Regions from separate parts of the Mus musculus genome. Here region 2 is linked to region 1. A link is a contact called in public HiChIP or PLAC-seq data. All regions are on one chromosome and are shown on one strand. Each heading gives the region's core, a stretch centred on a gene start, on an enhancer-like site or on the middle of the called end of the contact. The rest is flanking DNA. Distances are from core to core; before and after follow the strand shown.

Region 1 (3,531 bases), core at 227-2,726:
AACTAGCCGGAATGTCACTGGACATTTGGATGTCTCCAGACTGTACATTCTAAACAATGATGCAGTAACATAGCTATATACACATTCCCACATACACTTATATGACTATTTCCTGAAGAGAAAGTCTGAGCTAGTTAGTTTTTGTCAACTTGGCACAAACCAGTGTCACCTGAGAGAAAGGAATCTCAAGTGAGGAAACTTCCTTATTACATTGTCCTTAGGCATGTTTGTGACAGTTTCTTGATTTTTTTTTTATTGAAATATAAAAAAGATAGCTGAGTGTGTGCCTGGAAGCAAGCCAATAATCAGCTTTCCTCCATGGTTCCTACCTCTGCCCTGACTTCCCTCAGTGATGAACTGTGGTGTGGAAGTGTAAGCCAAATAAACCCTTTCCTCCCTAAGTTGTTTTTTGGTCAAGGTGTTGATCTCAGCTAAAGAAAGCACACAAGGACAGACTCCTAGAAGTAAAATTGCTGTTGTTCAGTGATAAGAACATTTTCCTGAATATCAACATTGCTGACTGGCCATCCTGGAAAGACATAACCAAGTGTCTGTCCCACCCCCAGTCCTTTTATGATCACTTTCAAACCACCTTCAAGAGGAATGGTGGGAAAGTGCTTAGTATGTTTCAAATCCAGCTTTTTAGCAGGCTCCTGGGATACAAAAGCAAGTCAGACAGGCTGTGTAGCAAAGCATACTCCTGGAGTAGGGAGCAGATGTATTGTATGCTGGGTGGGGGAGTCCTATAAAGCAGTGCTCCCCAAGCAAACCTGCACTCTGGACAAATGATTTGCTTTTCTGTGTCCAATCTCCTTTTCTGTAAAAGTCGGGGTGAGCAAACTTTCCCACCTGATTCCACGAATCTAGGTTCAAACAATGCAACTCGCCTGGATCTGAATCTTAGAAAAGGTAAAAGGGGTAGGGAGGGAAGGCAAAGAAGGAAGTCAAAACTCAGAAACTAGAAGCAAGATCCAGAAGGGTAGATAGAGAAAAAATAATTGTCAGAGGCTGGGACCCCCGGGGATCAGGGGGAATCAACTCCAGGTTGTGGATAGGCAGAGTCTGGCCAGCACGGACACTCTACACAGAAAGGAGATGGCTGGTGTTCTGTTGCATAGCTGGGTAGTTATGCTTGACAATGTCATAATGAGTATTTATAAATAGGAGACTTTGAATTTTCTCCTCACAAACAAGCATATGAGGCAATGGATATGCTATATAATACATATGTTTCAAAGTACCATATCCTGTCCCCTAAATACCTACAATTACTATCAGTTGATATTTTCGATTACAAACAAAATGGAGGAGGAGGGAGATGGCTCTGTTGGCAAAGTGCTTGCTGACAGAATGCTCCAGCTACAGAAAGCCAGAAGTCCAACTGAGGTAGTCTTGGTGTCATTGCCCAACTACCACCAATGAACCACATCCTTCCCACAGTTTCTAAAGATAGCACTGCCCTGTTGGGACAAAAAAAAGTTCAAGAAAAGGAGGCCATTGTTTTGTGGGCATTTTCATTCAAACCACTAACTGAGAAAGAATGAGGCTCCAACTTAGATCCCCAGAAAACACATAGAAAGCTGGCACAGAGACAAGTTCTTGTAGTCCTAGTGTCCCAGTCTGCTGGTCAGTCAATGGGGTCTGCAAGGGAGAGACGGGATGGAGGGGAAAAGAGACTCAAAGAATGGTGACAAGACAGGCTATCTGATCAAGTGTCAAGTCTCAAGTCTCATTTACTGAAAGGCAACTATGGGTATATAAGCACAAGCTGGGGAGTGCAGCTGGAGACACTTAATCACAAGTGCCTTGGAGCTGGGGACACTAAACCACAAGTCCAGGATGTGTCTGAGAACAGGTTGTTATCAGAGTGTGTTCAACTGTAGCGGGCTGCTTGCAAAAACATCATGCTAAGAAAACAAGTCTCTCGTCAGGGTGGGAAAGTACCAACCTGTAAGTAAGTAGCCTGAGATGGCTGCAGAGATGATAGCTGCTTTCTGCTCAGAGTGACATCCTGGAATTGGAGAGGTTTAGACAGGAAGACCCCTGGTCAGCCAGTCTAACCTAATTAGTGAGTTCCAGGCCAGTGAGAGACCCTGTCCCAAAAAATAAGATGGACAACTCTTGTAGAAATGTTACTGAAGTTGACCTCTGACTTCAACATGCATTCACATAGTCTCTCTCTCACTCACACACATATGGAACAGAAAAAAAACAACAACTATGACATCAACAAAAAACTGGAGCTGGGGAGATGGCTCAACATAAAACACTCATACGAGCATGAGGACCTGGGTTCTGACCGTTAGCATCTGCATAAAAGCCTGTCATGGTTAGGTACATCCCTACTTCTTGCACTGAGGAACAGAGACAGGAAGATCTAAAGGATTCACTGGCCAGACATTCTAGCCAAAACAATGAAGTTCCGGAGTAAGAAAGACCCTTACTCAAAAGTAAGATGGAGAAGAATTAAGCAAGATATCTTGGCCTCAGCCTCTGACCTCTACATGTGCTGGTGGATGTACCTGCACACAGGAGCACATAAACACCTGCACACAGGAGCACATAAACACCTGCACACAGGAACACATATACACCTGCACACAGGAGCACATAAACACCTGCACACAGGAGCACATAAACACCTGCACACAGGAGCACATAAACACCTGCACACAGGAGCACATATACACCTGCACACAGGAACACATATACACCTGCACACAGGAGCACATATACACCTGCACACAGGAGCACATATACAAGGGCACACACACACACACATACCTGCATGAAAAGAAATACATACACATGTGCATGCACACACACATGAAAAAGATAAGATAAACAAATGTAAAATAGAGAAGATGAGGAGGAAGATGAAGGAGAGAAAGAAGAAGGGGAGGGAGGCTAGACGGGAGGAGTATAACAAATCCCAGCTCAGAAATACAACTACTTTCTAAAGAGGACAGCCCAGGAAATGCTCCAAGCCAAGTTTCCTGTGTCCTTGCCAACCAACAAAATGCTTCCTGACTGTAATCCCCTGCACTTCCCTGGGGCAATATTTGCATAGTGCAAGTTACTACAGCAGCTTTGAAAGCTTGTTTTGTCAGTGAAATTCTCTCCCTCATCCCTCATCCCATACCCCTCATCTCACATCCCTCTTATGTGCCTATACATCCCAGGCATTGTCAAACAAAACGGCATTATTATTATGTGTGTGCTCACACATAGTAATACACTAAGAAGTCCTGGAGGCGGGGTTACTGTGTATCATCAGATCTTTATGCTAAGTTCTGAGGAATGTAGAATACAGTGAGAATATGGTCCTGAGCAAGGTATAGTGGAGCAGCCCTGTATGACCATAATCCTCACGCTCAGGAGGCTGAGGCAGGAGGATCATGAGTTCAAGGCTAGTCTAGGTTCACAGCAAGATCCAGCCACAAAAAAACTAAAAAAAAAAAAAAAAAAAAAAAAACTGCCCTCAACTTTCTACTCTGGTAACAGACGGAAATGTTTTGCATAAAGCATTCA
Region 2 (3,792 bases), core at 842-3,341, 670 kb after region 1:
CCACTGCTGCCCTCCTTTCTTCTGACTTGGGTCTGAGATGGCCTCCTTGAAAGGTAGGATTCAGGCCAAGCAGTTAATCACAGGAAGAAACTGGTAAAACTGGAGTGGTATTGGTACCCTGGCTGAGGAGTCAGCCACTTGTGGCCTGAGGGCCCTTCAGCTGCCCCCTGAGCAGTGACAGAATAAAGGAGCACGTTTTGGAAAGTACACGTTCTTTATCAAGAGTTCAGCCTACAGACTGTAAAGGAGTTAGTGGGAAAGCCGATTGCAGCTACACCTAATGACATGAGTTCAGTCCCCAGGGTCCATGTGATGAAAGGAGAGAAGCAACTCCCACACACTGGCCACTGCCTCCACATGCACAGCCCTTCAGAGTAAACAAGTAAATGTAATCTTAAAAAAGACCTCGGCTTGCACTGGGAAAAAATAGTAAGAGGCCTTATGTGTAGGGCCAAGAGCAATGGATAAGATAGAAAGATACTAGGAAGGAGCCACTAACCAGCACTATCTGAAGTGAGGGATTCCTGTAAGGCTCTTCTGTTTATATGGCCCCTTCCCTACCCAGCCAAACTTACAGCTTTAGGAAACAGTGGGGGGGGGGGAGTTCTAGAATAGAGTAACAATACCAGTACTTAACTAAGAACATAGGTAATAAAGCTTTGATCTTGGGGGATGGTCCAGAGATTCTCCTAAGCAAGGCAGAGGGTAGAGAATAGGGAGTAGTCAGTCAGATGATGCTCTGCTTGGACATTGTCGTGGCTACAGCAAACAGAGATGACCACTTCAGTACATCCAAGCAGACAGTGTACCTGGAGAAGCAATAGTCAGGGTGTTTCAAGGTGAGGCTGTGTGAGCCTTCCTGCACTGGACTGACTTCTAACTAGACAGTGAAGCCTGGTGTTTCATCTGTCTTGCATCCAGAGGTCTCTCCAATCAGAAAGCTTCTTACATGGCTTTGGAACTGACCTTGTACTCTGGCAGAGCTCAGCTCCCTGCTTGTTTGGTCTGGTTCCATGGTCCACTATGATCGCACTAGTCCTAGTTGACCCTTGAGGTCAAGAGCTGTCAATAGCTGGCTAAAGCCAGTTCTTCTATCAAGAAAGGATTCCTGAAGATGTTTCTGAGAACTCAGCCAACCAAAGTCTGGCCTTGTGTCACATGCCCATCCTTAAACAAATCAGAGGAGATGCTGAGTAGTGCCCAAAGACATCCAGTGTTGACCTTTCTCGGGTTACATGGAGCAGGAACTGTAGAAGGAGACCAGGCAGGGCAGCCCTTTATCCTCTGGGCAAAGCTAGGTGGCATGGTGCCAGGCTATTCTGAATTTTTCTGCTGAGAGCAGTCATTTTCCTTTGAGCATGTTTTTCTTTTTAATTCACACTCTGACAGAAAAGGTAGGGCTAGCAATTTGGTTCCTGAACAGGATCTGCCAGCTGTGAGGAGAAAATGAAATAGAGACGAATTTTCTTCCTAATGGCGAAGCCAACATTGTTTTGTTTTTAAAGAAATTAGTCCAAATATTTATTTCTGTAGGGTTGAGGAAAAAGTGTAGTTGATTTTCAAAAGGGTTCTTTTTTTTTACTTAAGATAAATGCTTCTGTCTTCAAATATTTAAATGCTTGAGCTATTGAAATTAAGATTTGCCCACTTTTTTTTTTCTTCTTCTTCTTGTAGTGAGGGGTGGACGTTGGCGAGCTCAGGGATTTGAAGGCCATCAACATACTGTGTTGTTTTGGCAGCTACAGCTATCTAATAGACTCCAATAAAACACACACTTTCGAGGAGTGGATGTCTGCAGAAGTGTTTGTGGATTCCAAGCATTTTGACATTTGGAAACTGGAGCTTTTAGAAAGTGCTTTGTCATGCCTTTGTGCTTGTCAGCGCTCTAGAGCAAGGACACAAGGAGAAGAATGCAGGTGTTTGCCTTCCCTGGAAGGGACCAAACAGAGAAAAAGAACCCCGACTTGCTTTCTAATTCATTACAAGCTGCCTGCAGAGGGCTGCACTTTTATCAGACCCTGCACCCTACATTGCTGTTTATTCCCAGGGAAGGGACAGGTTCCTGTTTCTGTGGCTTCACTGGCTCCTTGCTAGCCATCGTACAGAGGCCGCAGTTGCATCACACACACACCCCGCCACACACAGACACCACACCCCAGGAGAAAAGTGTCCATCTATGTATTAATGCTTCAAAACTTCAGATTCCAGTGTTCTTTCTGAAGCTAGCAGAGAGCACTGATTTCAGGGGCACAAGGGCCAATTTGGAAAAGCTGAGTGGTTAGGAATTCCACAACTGCCTCTGTCAGAAAAAAAACAGCCCAGTATTTCAGGTCCTGGTCCGCTGTTTCTCAGAAGCCTCCCTCTCTTATCTTTTCTCTCATCAGTAAGGGCAAGCAGTGAGCAAGTGAGGTCTCTGTAAGTTGTGCCGATCAACCCAGTCGTCGGAGCTGGGGAGATGGATTTCCTTAAAGGCTTTCAGGGCACACAAGCAGGTTCTTAACTTGCCTCTTTTACTCTTCCCTGTGAACCTACACTGGCATTCTAACCAGCTCTTAGCCAGTGACCTTGGCCTCTCTCTTGTATGATAATGTAGATTCAAATGTGTTCAGTTTGGGTGGAGTCTAGACACCTGGGCTGACCAGTAGTCAGTATAGGTTATGAGACTCCAGTCGACATCCATCGTAAATACTAGGCAAAGCCATGGGCCTGGGAAGAAATGTGATTCAACAGTAAAAACACTCGCTGCACAAGCATGAGAATCAAAGTTTGCATCTCTGGAAACAAAAATACTGAGTGAGTGCAGTGGCCCGCTTGTAATTAGCAACCATGTAAGGCTGGAACAGGCCGTCCTCAGGCAAGCTGGTCCTCAAAACTAGCTATACTTGGGGTTTGACTGAGGGAGATTGTCCTGGTGAGTATGATGCAAAGAGATAGAGAATGATCAATGCCTGACATCAGCCTCAGATTCCCCAGTGAGTGGGTATGCACACACGCACACACACACACACACACACACACACACACACATCAGGGGATAAGAGGAGAGAAAATGGGAAATAAAATGCTGCCATCTCCTTATCATCCATACAGAATTGCAGCCTGGGTCTGGCAGTACCAAGGAATGGAAGTAGTGCCTGGAGTCAGGTGTCTGCAGTCTTTCCTTAAGCGTCCATACATATGTATATCTTGTTCAGCACTTTCTCTGGAGCTGAGTCCAGAAGGCATTATTCTAATGTGGATTCAGTTCATCCTGCAGGAGAATTTTACAAACGCTGCTTCTTTGCCCATTGTCACCACTGGAGTGGATCCTCCTATCCATTAAAATGCGGCATTACCTATGGTTTTTCTCCAGCATGATCTTGTCTTAATAGTTAAATTTTATATGTGTGGGTATTTTGCCTACACATATGTCTCTGTACTAGACGAACAGGATTCCTAGTACCTGGGAAAACCAGAAGATGGCAATGAATCTCCTCGAACTGGAGTTACAGACTAGAATGAGACACTGGGTGTGCTCGGAATTGAACTCAGGACCTCTGTAAGGGTGATGAGTGCTCTTAACCACTGAGCCATCCCTCCAGCCCTTTACCATGAGTATAATTTTTGGGTGTATGCTCTCCACTATGCAGCAATATACCGATTTATGCAATAAATCTAAATGTCTTAATTAGTCTGCTTTGAACATTTGGTTTTATTATTATTATTATTATTATTATTATTATTATTTTAATCAGTGAGACAGGTTGGAAAGGGAAGGTTTATCTGCATTGCCCTTCTTTGGCAAGTCTGTCA

The links. HiChIP or PLAC-seq counts read pairs in DNA pulled down with a chosen protein or histone mark.
Region 2: an H3K27ac HiChIP or PLAC-seq map of embryonic stem cells shows a contact between it and region 1, with 3 times the contacts expected there. The contact joins two enhancer-like sites. A contact is called at or near these places in 1 of 484 Hi-C or Micro-C datasets (olfactory sensory neurons), 2 of 115 datasets of contacts at active chromatin or transcription factors (both in embryonic stem cells) and 1 of 9 other capture datasets (embryonic stem cells).

Annotation. Positions count from the first base shown.
Region 1 is chr14:11,437,340-11,440,870 of GRCm38.p6, forward strand. No RefSeq gene overlaps it. Among named protein-coding and RNA genes, the nearest start is that of Gm25466, 100 kb to the left of the region's middle. Within about 2 kb of position 1,477, at least 3 of the 459 cell types and tissues checked have an H3K27ac peak or open chromatin away from gene starts, as enhancers often do. A contact at or near this core is called in embryonic stem cells, where this site is marked.
Region 2 is chr14:12,111,645-12,115,436 of GRCm38.p6, forward strand. All of the region lies in intron 7 of Ptprg (protein tyrosine phosphatase, receptor type, G), which reads left to right. Among named protein-coding and RNA genes, the nearest start is that of 3830406C13Rik, 170 kb to the right of the region's middle. Within about 2 kb of position 2,092, at least 27 of the 459 cell types and tissues checked have an H3K27ac peak or open chromatin away from gene starts, as enhancers often do. A contact at or near this core is called in embryonic stem cells, where this site is marked.